Regions from separate parts of the Zea mays genome. Here all the other regions are linked to region 2. The links are chromatin contacts, called in public Hi-C maps. All regions are on one chromosome and are shown on one strand. The core of a region is the stretch at or near the end of the contact, and the rest is flanking DNA. Distances in the headings are between cores, read along the strand shown.

What was found. A called contact is a pair of places that touch in the nucleus more often than the background predicts.
Region 1: a contact with region 2 is called in a Hi-C map of ear, with 2.5 times the contacts expected there. The contact joins the enhancer-like site here to the promoter of LOC103651350 in region 2. A contact is called at or near these places in 2 of 25 Hi-C or Micro-C datasets (ear and leaf).
Region 3: a contact with region 2 is called in a Hi-C map of tassel, with 1.9 times the contacts expected there. The contact joins the promoter of LOC103651348 here to the promoter of LOC103651350 in region 2. A contact is called at or near these places in 2 of 25 Hi-C or Micro-C datasets (bundle sheath and tassel).

What each region holds. Positions count from the first base shown.
Region 1 is chr3:214,339,811-214,344,192 of Zm-B73-REFERENCE-NAM-5.0, forward strand. No RefSeq gene overlaps it. Among protein-coding and RNA genes, the nearest start is that of LOC103651353, 19 kb to the right of the region's middle. Within about 2 kb of position 1,276, at least 12 of the 20 cell types and tissues checked have an H3K27ac peak or open chromatin away from gene starts, as enhancers often do. A contact at or near this core is called in ear and leaf, where this site is marked.
Region 2 is chr3:214,109,554-214,113,953 of Zm-B73-REFERENCE-NAM-5.0, forward strand. It overlaps LOC103651350 (O-acyltransferase WSD1), which reads left to right and starts at 1,740. Exons shown (of 7, transcript XM_020550512.2): 1 at 1,740-2,308; 2 at 2,752-3,348; 3 at 3,453-3,519; 4 at 3,621-3,697; 5 at 3,803-4,027; 6 at 4,143-4,276; 7 at 4,378-4,400. The coding sequence starts at 2,012. The coding sequence ends at 4,384.
Region 3 is chr3:213,904,317-213,908,738 of Zm-B73-REFERENCE-NAM-5.0, forward strand. It overlaps LOC103651348 (glutamate synthase 1 [NADH], chloroplastic), which reads left to right and starts at 2,149. Exons shown (of 23, transcript XM_008676969.3): 1 at 2,149-2,782; 2 at 3,347-3,705; 3 at 3,820-3,939; 4 at 4,023-4,136; 5 at 4,229-4,381. The coding sequence starts at 3,370.

The DNA of each region.
Region 1 (4,382 bases), core at 26-2,525, 230 kb after region 2:
AGGAAGACGAGGAGCAGCGCCAGGAGCCAGGAGGCAGCGAGCGCGCGCGTGGCGCGGACGTAAACGACACAGCGGAGCTATCAGCTGACACGATCGAGCTCGACGACGACGAGCAGAGCAGCTGGCGTGTTCTTTGTGCCAAGGTCGCGTCAGCAGCCCACGGTGTATTTTCCTACCGGCGGCAACTGAAATAATGGCTCAAAAGAAACACAGGTGACAGGTAGGGGGGCGCTGGGCGTCGTCGTCATCCATCGTCTCTCCCTGCATGCTGCGCTAGCTAGCTGCTACTCGACGTCCGTCTCCGGGACTGAAACTGAGAGCCACTGTCTGTGGTCACATGTTTGTTTAAATCTAATCGTAATGAGATACTAAACTATAAACTAATATTGGCTTGTTCAAATTTACTAATATTCGAGTATAAATCATTACTATTACTATTTACGTTATATTTCGTGAACCAGACCCTGAGGTTCTCAAACTCGACGCAGCGGGTTTCTCGAGACGACTACAACTCCGGTACGGTGTACCGGTAGCTCACATGGCTGCATGACGCTGATGCCTCTGGTCCGGTCAACCCTGGGAAACCGTTGGCTCTTGGTACGGGAGTGGAAGACTGGAAGTTGCGGTTGCGGTTCGCAGCTTCGTGCGCCCCTGCCGAAACAGGAACCTGGCTGCAGGAATGGTGGTCATGCCGCGCGCCGTACGACTAGGGAATTAGCTAGGGGCATGTTTCCATCGATCACTGTGTTGTAGTACGCCGAGCGTCTTCGCCTTTGACACCAGACACGGAGGTACTGAGGTAGTACGCTCCTCGCTGCTCCAGAGCTCGCGTCTGTACGTGAAATGCTCGCGGCCGCAGGTTTGATTGCTCTTGCCGGTCGCGGACGGCGCCACGGTTTTCTGGCCCGTTTGATTGCTCTTGGCTCTTGCTCTGCTCCGCTGCGCTCATCTGAGAGCGTTGCTCCTTCCACTTCCACTGTCTGTAGTAATTGTGAGTTGCAGTCTCTAGTGTGTGTGTGACCTGCTGAACCTGCGGCAAATTTAAATTGCCCTAATTACCTGGCTAGCTAGATCGTGCAGGTGAGTGTTGTGTTCGACCGATTTGAGCGTTAGGTTCATTCAACAAGTAAAACAAGCCGTTTATCTCCTAAGCGCAAACTACTGTCACAGGCCTCGCGAGCACACCTCACGTCGTTAGAGTTATAGGGCTTGTTTGGTGGGCTGGCTCGAGCGCCACACCACGCCACACTCCGGCTGCCGCGGGTGTGGCGCCCAAATCGGCCGGCGCCGCAGGTGTGGCGGGCTGCGGCGCCGTAGGCTCCTCTCTAAACAGGCCTATAGTCTTATAGAGTTTAAAAGTTAGCTAAAGCAACTCCAAGAGTCTAACTAAATGAACTATTCTCGACAAATAATAGAAAAACTGCGGTTAAAACTCCATCCAATTGCCATCCCGTTGAGACCGCTAGGCATTTTTGTCGAGCTCGCCATCTCATTCCTGTGCTGCTCTCACGCCCTGTCGTCGTCCAGTGGCAGAGCCAGGCCAAAACGTGAAAACGAGAGCTTGGGCACCGTCGCGTCGACGAGCCTCACTCAACCACGGATACTCCCTCCCTCCTCGTTCTCATAGCCGTCTGTCTGCGCGGATACCACTGATCGGTAACACCTAAAACCTAGTTTTTCTTGTTCTAGTTTCAAGAATCTAGCGAGCTAGCTAAACGGACGGTTACTTTAGATGATTCGATTTAGATCTAGGAATCTAAAACCATGGCAAAGGAGCCCAATGTCTTGTACTTTGAAGTGGCCCATCTTCACTTTTAATTGTTTATTAATTAGGCCCATAAACGAGAAACGAAGCAGCCGAAGACTTTGGTAGCACCGGGTTGGGCTGACAATTTATATTTGATTATTCTTTAACAATGGGCTGGCTTCTCAGTTTAAAAAAACAATGGGAGGTTAACATATAAGTAATCTATCATAGACCGTATCAATTTAATCGGACCAAGACACGACACAGATAAATAGTGGATTGTGTCGTTCTGGTAGGCCGAAAGTCTGAACACAAGCATGATCCGACTAATTTTAAACGGGTCGTGTCGTGCTAGGCGGCCCAGGGCCTATCTTGTAACCTAGCTCAAAAGTAATTTAATTTTCCCTAATTTTTATTGTTGTTTTTTATGTCTTTTTAACAGAGCTCGAAAGTGAGGACCGAGTTGGTCATACTTGTATATAAGGTGGGTTAGATTAGGGCGAGTAAGGTCGGTCCACAAATGGGTCATGTTAGACCATGCTTGTCGGCGTTTCGACCCCGGGGGGTCCCTGGACCGACGAGTAAATTGTCGCCGCGTGTCCCAGCCCAGATGGGTCGGCGCGAGACGGAGCACGAAGGGGGAAAGAAACAAGCAAAGGGGAAACCCGCGGCTTTCGTGTTGCCCTGCGCCCAGGTCGGGTGCGCTTGCAGTAGGGGGTTACAAGCGTTCGCGTGGGAGAGCCTTACGCGTCGGCCCGTCCCCCCGCGCGGCCAACCTTCTCGTACGAGAGCCCTGGACCTTCCTTTTATAGGCGTAAGGAGAAGGTACAGGTGTACAATGGGGGGTGTAGCAGTGTGCTAACGTGTCTAGCAGAGAGGAGCTAGAGCCCTAAGTACATGCCGTCGTGGCAGTCGGAGAGGTTTTGGCACCCTGTTCATGTGATGTCGTGGCCGTCGGATAATAGCTGGAGCCCTGCGGAAGGACAGTTGTCGGGGCTGTCGAATCCTTGCTGACGTCTCCTTGCTTCCGTAAGGGGCTGAGCGCCGCCGTCGTTATGGGGCACGCGGGGCGCCATCATTATTTGTTTACCAGGGCGAGCCAGATGGGACGACGGTCTTGTTCCCCGTAGCCTGAGCTAGCTAGGGGTAGGGTAATGATGGCCCCCCTGTAACGTGGTCGATCCAAGCCTTAGGTCAGGCGAGGCGGAGGCTCCTCCGAGGTCGAGGTCGAGTCCGTCTTCCAGAGTCGATGTTGAGTCCGACCCCTGGGGTCGGGCGAGGCGGAGTCTGTCTTCCGAGGTCGAGGTCGAGTCCGAGCCCTGGGGTCGAGGCTGAGTCCGACCCCTAGGGTCGAGGCTGAGTCCGACCCCTGGGGTCGGGCGAGGCGGAGTCCGTCTTCCGAGGTCGAGGTCGAGTCCGAGCCCTGGGGTCGAGCGAGGCGGAGACCGTCTTTCGAGGCCTAGGATGTGTCCGAGCCCTGGGGTCGGGCGAGGCGGAGTTCGTCATCTTCCGGAGTCGAGGCTGAGTCCGAACCCTGGGGTCGGGCGAGGCGGAGCTTCCTATGTCGCCCGAGGCTGGACTTAGCTGCTGTCAGTCTCACTCTGTCGAGTGGCACAGCAGTCGGAGTGACGCAGGCGGCGCTGTTTCCTTGTCAGGTCGGTCAGTGGAGCGGCGAAGTGACTGCGGTCACTTCGGCTCTGTCGACTGAAGAGTGCGCGTCAGGATAAGGTGCCAGGCGATCCTTGCATTAAATGCTCCTGCGATACGGTCGGTTGGTGTGGCGATCTAGCCAAGGTTGCTTCTCTGCGAAGACTGGGCCTCGGGCGAGCCGAAGGTGTGTCCGTTGCTTGAGGGGGCCCTCGGGCGAGACATGAATCCTCCGGGGTCGGTTGCCTTTGCCCGAGGCTGGGCTCGGGCGAGGCGAGATCGTGTCCCTTGAGTGGATTGAGCCTTGACCTTAATTGCGCCCATCAGGCCTTTGCAGCTTCGTGCTGATGGGGGTTACCAGCTGAGATTAGGAGTCTTGGGGTACCCCTAATTATGGTCCCCGACAGTAGCCCCCGAGCCTCGAAGGGAGTGTTGATACTCGCTTGGAGGCTTTTGTCGCACTTTTTTGCAAGGGGACCGGCCTTTCTCGGTTGCATTTCGTTCCGGTGGGTGCGCGCGAGCGCACCCGCCGGGTGTAGCCCCCGAGGCCTCGGAGGAGTGGTTTGACTCCTTCGAGGTCTTAGCGCGTTTCGTGATGCTTCGGCCGGTCTGGTTGTTCCCTCATGCGAACTAGCCGTAGCCAGGGTGCATAGTCGAGTCCCAAGTTCTCGGGCTGGTATGTTGATGCTGTCAACGGTTTGGCCGGAGCCGGGTTTGCGAGAGCAGCCCCCGAGCCTCCGCACAGAGCGAGAGGACGGTCAAGGACAGACTCGGCTTTTTTTCATACGCCCCTGCGTCGCCTTTCCGCAAGGAGGAGGGGGGAAAGCTCCATGTTGCCCTCGGAGGGCGCCGAACATGGTGTCTCCAGTGAGTTGCTAACGGGTAATCCGAGTGGACGTCCGTGCCCCATTCGTTAGGGGTCGGCTAGTGGCCCGGAGGCGCGCTCCAAAAGTACCTGCGGGTGATTCACCGGACCCGGTCCCCTTTT
Region 2 (4,400 bases), core at 490-2,989:
AGCAAGCTAGGGGTACTATTGCCAATTTACCATGAACACAAACATCCCCTTGAAGCTACCTGCTGGAAAGGTAGATCTGTTTGTCAAGGTTTGGAATGAGAACTAGTCGGAGAAAGAAGAAATCGGGAAAGGTTCTTTTCATATACTATCACGTAGGTGTATGGTATGGGGTAAATCTAGCTATTTAGGGCTAGTTTGGACTTTGGAGACCCATTTTTCTAAAAGATTTTTATTTTTCTAAGAAAAATTAGTTTATATTTTTTTTGGCTAAATAGGAAACTTTTAATAAAATAGAGTTTCTAAACTAGCCTTTAAACTAAAACTAGTCGGTTGTCTGTGCATTGCGACGGCTTACAATAATACCCACGTAAATTATCCATCAAAAAAATTTCAAGATTTTTTATTGATGGTCTCCGCTCTCTAGCTCTCTGTATAATATATTTTTTGATTTGGCTAACTGATGTTATTGTTTACTCCATGCAAATATGTCTTGGTACAACACGGCTAATAAAGTGAGTGATTAAAGAGAGTTTACAACGATTGACTGAATGAACAGAGATTATAAAATGACATAATTTCATCATACAGAGATCAAATAAGAGAAAGTTTGTGAGATCAAGTTTATAAAATAAGTCCTATGAAGTCAAACTTATAAAAAAGATAGATCAAAATATGGAGTGATTGCTAAAGTCAGACATCAATAAAAACTGGATGCGCTCTATATAAATTACGTTACTTCGTAGCAATTACTAACGTTTAAAACCAACAAATAACCTTTCATTTTGATGTTAGTGTGACAAATCATTGCTGCTCCATCCAATTCGGCAACCTCAAACACCATATAGTCCATTGCGCCAATGTGGTCTCAGTCGGCCCGTAGTGTTGGCCCGGTCCGACACGATTATTTTTTTATTTTACAAAAAAAACGTATATACCTATATACAATTTATATTCAATATTAAAAACATTTTAGCGTGATGTTCTACTGGTTAGACAGTTTCACCCAGTGTCTCCTGCCCTTCTTCCATCAGGGCATGGGTTTGAACCCCACCTTTGCACCGTTTTTTAACATTTTACGCTGATTTAATTAAATGGATCGACGGGCTGGCCCGACACAGTTAACAGACCGGCATGACGTGCCTGTGCCATAGCTGTGGCCCGCGTGCATCTAGCCCGTGTCGGGCGTCGTTACGCTGATTTAATTAAATGGATCGACGGGCTAACGGGCTGGCCCGACACAGTTAGCAGGCCGACATGACGTGCCGTGCCATAGTTGTGGCCCGCGTGCATCTAGCCCGTGTCGGGTGTCGTTTGACATCTATAGACATGCATCGAATTAATTTGAAATAGCTGTGAGGAGTTATTTGTAAAAAATGACGCACGACGACCGTTGAAACTGGTGCTTTTAAGTATAGTATAGATATCGTTGTATGGATCATGTTATCTAAATAGTTTTCTGCTGGATTCTAGATTCCCTGGTGAAGTTAGTCTATGATGAATTTTATATCCATATTTTTGTAGCGAGGAAGCTGGCGTCATCACACAACGCTGTAGAAGAGTGCCGCCTAAATAATAAGACTTCAAGGCAGAGGCTGCGACCATCGATGGCCCGAGGCAGCGAGCCATCCACGTGTCTGGCCGTGCATTCAGCCGCAGCACGCCGCGCAAGAATTACCCGCAGCCGCAGGTCGCGCCGTCGCGGCCGCCCCGGTGGACTATTCCACCCGCCCCACGCAGACCACACCCAGTGGCTAGGCTCGCACGGAACCGAGCGCATGCAGTGGGCAAGTCGCAAGCGAGAGAGCGCGCTCGGTTTTCTTTTCTTACTACTTCCCCTGCACGTGCACGGACGCCACTGCTAACTAGCTAATCTAGCAGTCAGCATAGGAGACTGGTTGGAGAGAAGAGAACCTCAGTGCGCGAAAAAAGAACTCAAGCCTCAAGGAGGGTATACGCCGCCGCGCCGAGTCGTCCACGTCCGAGGAGGAACGCACGCGCTCACGCGGCGCCGATGGATGGAAGCGGTGCCGGCACCGGCAGCGCCACGCTGCTGCGGAAGCGGCCGCTGTCCGTGAACACAGCGTCGTCGACGGCGGCGGCGATTGAGCTCGGGAGCAAGCAGGCCGCCGGGGTTGTGGCGGCCATCGAGGAGGAGCCGGTGAGCCCGACGGGGCGGCTGTTCCGGGAGCCGAACTTCCGCTGCCACATCGTGTCCGTGTTCGGCCTCGGCGCGCCGGTGGACCTGCCGGCGCTGCGGGCCGGGGTCGCCGCCACGCTCGCGCGCCACCCTCGCTTCTGCAGCGTCCAGGTACGTACGGTGTCACCATCCACTCCCGTTCACGGTTTCGTGCGCTCTACGTGGTTGTCATGAATGAACGAGGAAGAACTGGTGTTAGACGGTAGTACAACGCAGCCCGTGAAAAGGAACGGTAGAAAAGGGCCGAAAATGGGATGCGTGCACCGATTCCTTCAACTAAATGATCTTAGGACCTGTTTGCCATTTATATATATAGGTATCGGAGGCGATGCAATTGAACTGGATTTAATAACAAAATAAGCTTTGGTATTTGTTAGAAATCAAATGTCTAAAAAAAAGATATGACCGCTCTATTATTCTCCACTTCTCAACCAAACACCCTAAACTTGTATGGGAGTTCGCAACATGATTGGGCATATGTTTTTTTTTGTTCTTCGTTGCTTCTTGGTTGTTTTGGAGCGAGAACCACTACACCACAAATGGTTGCGTTGCAGGTGGTAAATGAGAAGGACGCCAGACCGAAGTGGATACGGACAGCGGTGAACGTGGACGACCACATCATCGTCCCCGAGCTGAACCCCGCCACCACGTCGGCCGACCCGGACAAGGCGCTGGAGGACTACGTGTCGTCCCTGTCGACGCGGCCCATGGCGCACTCCCGGCCGCTGTGGGAGGTCCACGTCCTGGACTTCCCCACCGCCGACGCCGCGGCGGCGCTGGCGCTCCGCGCGCACCACTCCGTCGGCGACGGCGTCTCCATGCTCTCCCTCTTCATGGCCTGCACCCGCAGCGCCGCCGACCCGGGCGCGCTCCCTTCCCTCCCGCCGGCCCGGCGCGCGGGCCCCGTCCACGCTGTGCGGCGGCCCGCGGGCGCGCTGGCGGCGCTGGCCGCGTGGCTCCTGTCCTTGCTCGTGCTGGCGTGGCGCACGGCGGTGGACGTGGCATGCTTCGTCGCGACGGCGGCGTCGCTGCTGGGCGACGCGCCCACGGTGCTCAAGGGCAAGGAGGGCACCGAGTTCCAGCCCAGGCGCTTCGTGAACCGCACGCTCAGCCTGGACGACATCAAGCTCGTCAAGAATGCAGTGGGCTGCGTAAGTGTGCTCCTCATGGCTCTTCGTTCCACTGGCTCCACTATACTACACCACTGTTCCACTGGCTCAACAAATAACTGCTTGCGCGTTCTGTACTTTTTCAGACTGTAAACGACGTTCTTCTTGGGATAACCTCTAGCGCTCTGTCTCGGTATTATTACCGGAGAACAGGTGAGCGAAGTGCTGAAAAGCAAAAAAATAAATTTCTTTTGCAGTGCATCGGTTTACAATTACAACCGAATAGATGACGCCGCCGTAGCCAAAATCTGCAGGTGAAAGCGACAGTAAGAGGAGCATCACGGTGCGGTCGGCTGTTCTCGTCAACTTACGGGCGACGCCCGGCATACATGTGAGCTTCTCTGCCACGTGTCCTCTTTGATCACACAGCACGCCAGCTGCGGGGAAGATTATCCTCTTCTTGCTGTTGCTCACAGCTAGCCATAACAACCGGTAGGCACTGGCGAGCATGATGGAGTCCGGCAACGACAACAACAACGGCGCCGCGAGGTGGGGAAACAAGCTGGGCTACATGCTGATCCCCTTCCACCTGGCCAAGCACGACGACCCCACGGAGTACGTCCGTACGGCGGCCAAGGTGACGCGCAGGAAGAAGAGCTCCATGGAGTCGGCCTTCACCTTCTGGAGCGGGGACATGGTTCTCAGACTCTTCGGCATCAAGGTGCGTGCGCTGGGTTTCCTTTCCTATCTCGATCGACCCGGCGCTATTGATTCACCGGTGATCACCGCGCGCGGCCGCGCGCGCACCCCTGACAGACAGAGTTTGGTGCAGGCAGCTGCTGCGCTCTGCTACGGCATGTTCACGCACACCACCCTGTCCTTCTCCAGCATGGTCGGGCCGACTGAGCAGGTGCTGTTCTGCGGCAACCCCATCGTCTACATCGCGCCCAGCACCTACGGCCACCCACATGTAAGCGTTCATTCAGTGCACCTGACCTGAATCCGAAGAACATGCGGTGGTGGCTGGTTGTAACCGTGTGTCGTGCGTGTGGTGGTCTCTGGATCATGCAGGCCCTGACTGTGCACTACCAGAG
Region 3 (4,422 bases), core at 899-3,398, 200 kb before region 2:
TTAGAATCAGAGAGGATAACTCACAATCCTTTTCCAATTTTTTTTGAATTACAGAACTTGAATGCATTGTGGTTGGGTAAATTTCTGAGTTTTTTTTAGAAAAAACCAGGACGCTTAACACTGGAAAATTTATAATGTTCAAAAAAATATAACAGATAAATCGACTTGCAACTTCAACCAGAACTAAACAAAAGTACTTGAGCATTATTCAGGATGAGTTAATTACGTACCATGCTAAATGTGACTATCATGATGCAATAGTACAATTAGAGGCTTGCTCAGCTGGACAACCGCGCAATTTTGGGGCTTTGGAGCTCCCATGTGGGCGCTTAGCATTTTTGGTCAGGTATCTGGAATCTACAGGGCTCGGCCATCGCGAGGAAGACCACGTGTAGAAGAAACTCTCCCCCAGAAAGCACCTACCTTCCCCAGACACGTGGGGCCCGCGGAGGCCCCCTGCCCGCTTTTTGAATCCGGGTGCGTGCGCGGCTTCCTAGGCCTGCCCCTCTGGCTCTGAGCTTGGGGCAGTGACGGAGTAGGCCACTAGCGTCGGATAAAAACAAGCGGTTTCGAATTCGGGCGTTTAATTAATCAAAATCCATGCACTGTACAGATAGTGTTAAATAAATAAATAAAATAAAATAAGCACACAAGATAAGGGCGGCAAACAAGGGGCGTGGTGATCTCCAAAGCGGCTGTGGCTCTCCGCATCGACGGCGGCGCGACGGCCGGACCGCAGCCGTCGGATCCTGGGCCCCACATACATCGGGCGGCTGCTGTTTTTGCTAACAACAGTATGCTAGGCAGCGACTGTGGACAGCACGAGTCCCCGTCGTGTCTGATCTGGCCGTGGGCCCGCACTGCCGCTAAATGCAGACGGAAGAGTGCAAAATTGTAACCGTCTCCTGATTTTATATTTCAGGCCAAAAAGATTCTTTCGAAGGCATTTCACCTCCCGTACTCCCTCCCTCTACTATACTCCCTTTGTTTCCGACGTTCGTCAATTTTGGCTTCTAGTGTCCATAGTTTCTTATATTATTTGTCTAATCCGAAAGATTGCATGGTAGTTTTTTTTATTAACCCTAGTGATTTATATACTTGAATAAAGATCGATCTTCATGTCCCTTGTTTTTTTGTGTAGAAGTGTATTGGTTTCACATAACAAACCCCACTTCTTGAAACAGGTTTTAAAAATGTCCCGTGCGTGTAAATAAATTTTTTTAATTGTTTATCAGTTTGTTCAAGTGAAACACATCACAAGAATGCAAGAACATATCTAATGTTCCTATACTATTTGCTTCTCCGATGGTCTGTCTCATGTTTGCAAATATAAAAAAATGCGTGAAATATTTCAAAAAAATATAGATGTACCTCTCAGTTATCTATGCCAATGCAAAAGATGAGCTTAAGTAGGAATTAGTGCAATGAGAAGAAAAAAGGGAATTAACCTATGAATTAGGCGGCGGTGCAATTGCTCACCTCGTGTAAGCGGGGATTTTTGTCGTGTCATCGCCTTCCCTTCACGCATAAGATGCGTATCACTAGAGGATACATGCCGTCCACGTCACACTCACGCGTGATTTGTGCAATAAGATAGAATGCGATGTTGTATCCTCCTTTCCTCAATAGTGCCAACTAAGAGGTGATAAGTTTGGGATCCTCTTATTGCTCTTCCTCTAACCTTTTTCTAGGATGCCTCTTCTTTTTTGGTTCTCGTGTTCATTGTGAGAGAGGCGACATGTTTTGCCAAATCAAAAGGGACCACAAGTGAGGAAACTTCAATAGTGTACATAATGTATATAGGGTATAGAGGGGGAAAGTTGCGAAATGAAGAGACCTTGAACTTTACTCAAACTAAAAAATATCTAACTATTTGCATGGATGCATACACATCACCTTACACATTGACACTGAGATTTCATTGACACGAAGTAGTTATTTCAAGTATGGTTCATTTGTACGAGTTCTTGCAACTAGTTGATAGACAAAGAATTAGTTGGATATATAATATTGACCGGCAAATAAATCGCTAAGCAAGAACACCATTCACTAAATTAATTATTAAAATCGTATGCAGAATATGTCACAGTAAATGTGTTCCGCCGGAAAGATATTCAGACAAATGCTATCTATTTAGTATGATTTGCTAACACGTTTCCATTTTTGTACACCAAAAAAGCACCATACAGGCAAGGGGTACAACGGAATCCTGTTTCTTGTAGGGACCCATACGAAATATGGCTGAGATAGCCTCACCTAACAACAACAAAACTCTTAAAATAACCAAATAAACAGAGAAAACCAAAAAAAGGGAAACAAAATTTGTGAGAAGATTGGGGGCGAAAATATAATCAGTGGGGCCGTATGCGTGCGTGGGGACGCCACGCGAGACGAGGAGAGCGGGGTTGGCAGCTAGGCGCGGTGAGGGCGAGCTCACCGCCACCCTCCCTCGCTCCTCCCCTCTATAAATGCAGAGGCGCCGAATGCTCCCCAACGCCCTGTACAATCCGGGGGAGAGGTCAAGGAAGGCGAGCGACGCTCGGCAGGCAGGGCATCCCGCGAGGCCGCGACAGAGGCGGCACTCCGCTCCCACCAACCCACAACACCGATCCCCTCCTCGCCGAGCCGCCGCCGGGGATAAGCGTGGGGAAGTGAGCAGCCAAAATCTAAGACACCGATCCCCGGGCGTGAGTCGCGAAGGTAGCGGCGGAGAAAAGGGCGGAGCCACAACGCGGTCGTGAGCCCGCAGCCACCGGTTCCGTGCGGCTAGACGGAGAGAGAGGTATCCGCTCGCTGCACCCTCTTGCCGTGACCCGCGAGACGCTAAAAAAAGCCGACGGGATTTGGCAACTTGGCGGTTTGGTTCGGCTGTAGCGTGCGTGCGTGGTTGGTGGCATACGCGGCCGTCTCGTTGCTTTTATTTATTTCGATCCGTTGATGTTTGATTCTGCGTCCGTCCGTGCGCTGCTTCGTGAATCTGCTGTGTCGCGGCGGCGGCGGAGGAATCCGCACCGCCGTGCGTGGGGTTGGTAGATCTGTTCATCCCTGCGTGTGTTTCCGCCGCTGAGGCGTTTTCTTCGTAATTCTTTTCGGGAGTGCTCTGTTACGCTGCGGAGTGGGTCGCACGCTCTTTTCTGGATGCCTATGGTGTTGACATGTGGGCGTAGGGAAGGGCCGAAGCCCGAAGGGGACAGCCTTGAGCTTTCTGCTTGTTTTTTCGGGTGCTTTTTAAATATGTTTTTTCACGCATTTCTGGTTCCCTTTTCCCCCGCGTGGTGTTGTAGATCGATGAACAGCTAAGCGAACACCATCTGATGTTCGTCGTTGTTTGACTGTTGCATGACAGGTTGCGAGGCTTGCTGTTCAGCCATGTCGACGGCGCAAGGGACAGCGTTGAGGTCGGCGCCGCTGGGCGCAGGTCGTTGGGCCCGACGCGGCCGCCCCGTGGCGGCGCCGTACCGTTCGGGCTGGCAAGCCTACGGTGGCGTTTCCCTCGAGGGCAGCGGATTCCTTGGCCGCGTGCACCGCACCGAGGAGCGCGTCGCTCCGCGGGCGCCCCACGCGGCGGCACGCGACGCCGAGGTGGTGAGGCCGCTCTCAAAGCTCCCGAACAGCAGCATTGGGCTCTACGATTCCTCATTCGAGCGTGACGCTTGCGGCGTTGGGTTTGTCGCTGAGCTATCTGGCGATTACAAACGCGAGACTGTGAGTTACATCGATTCCTTCAAAGTTCAAAGAGGCGATGCCACATGCATTGTAGCTACACTATTTTGATGTATCATGTTCGGGATGCCGATTTTGCTCTCCTTTTTACCCCAGGTTAATGATGCTATTGAGATGCTTGAGAGAATGGCTCACCGTGGTGCCTGCGGCTGCGAGAAGAATACAGGAGATGGTGCCGGCATCATGGTCGCTCTACCACATGACTTCTTCAAAGAGGTGAGTTTCTTTGCAACAAAAAAAAATAGAAGAACAGATTTGTTCTTTTCAACAGTTATTCAATTGTTTTTGTGTTCTTGTAGGTCGCAAAGGATGCTGGGTTTGAGCTACCCCCACCAGGCGAGTATGCTGTTGGAATGTTTTTTATGCCAACAGATGAAAAGCGTCGTGAGAAAGGCAAAGCTGAGTTTATGAAGGTTGGTGTAACACTGTTAATAAATTTGATAGCCTATGATGCAGGATTTTCATGTTAAGCTCATTTCTCTGATTAATAATCTTGTCCTTGCAGGTTGCAGAATCACTGGGACATGTAATACTCGGGTGGCGTCTGGTTCCGACTGACAACTCAGACTTGGGTGAATCTGCACTCGAGACTGAGCCAGTCATTGAGCAGGTTTTCGTTACCAAGAGCTCAAGATCAGAGGCTGAGTTTGAGCAACAGGTAATTCCATACCACTAGATGTAAGTGCATATCAGCACATT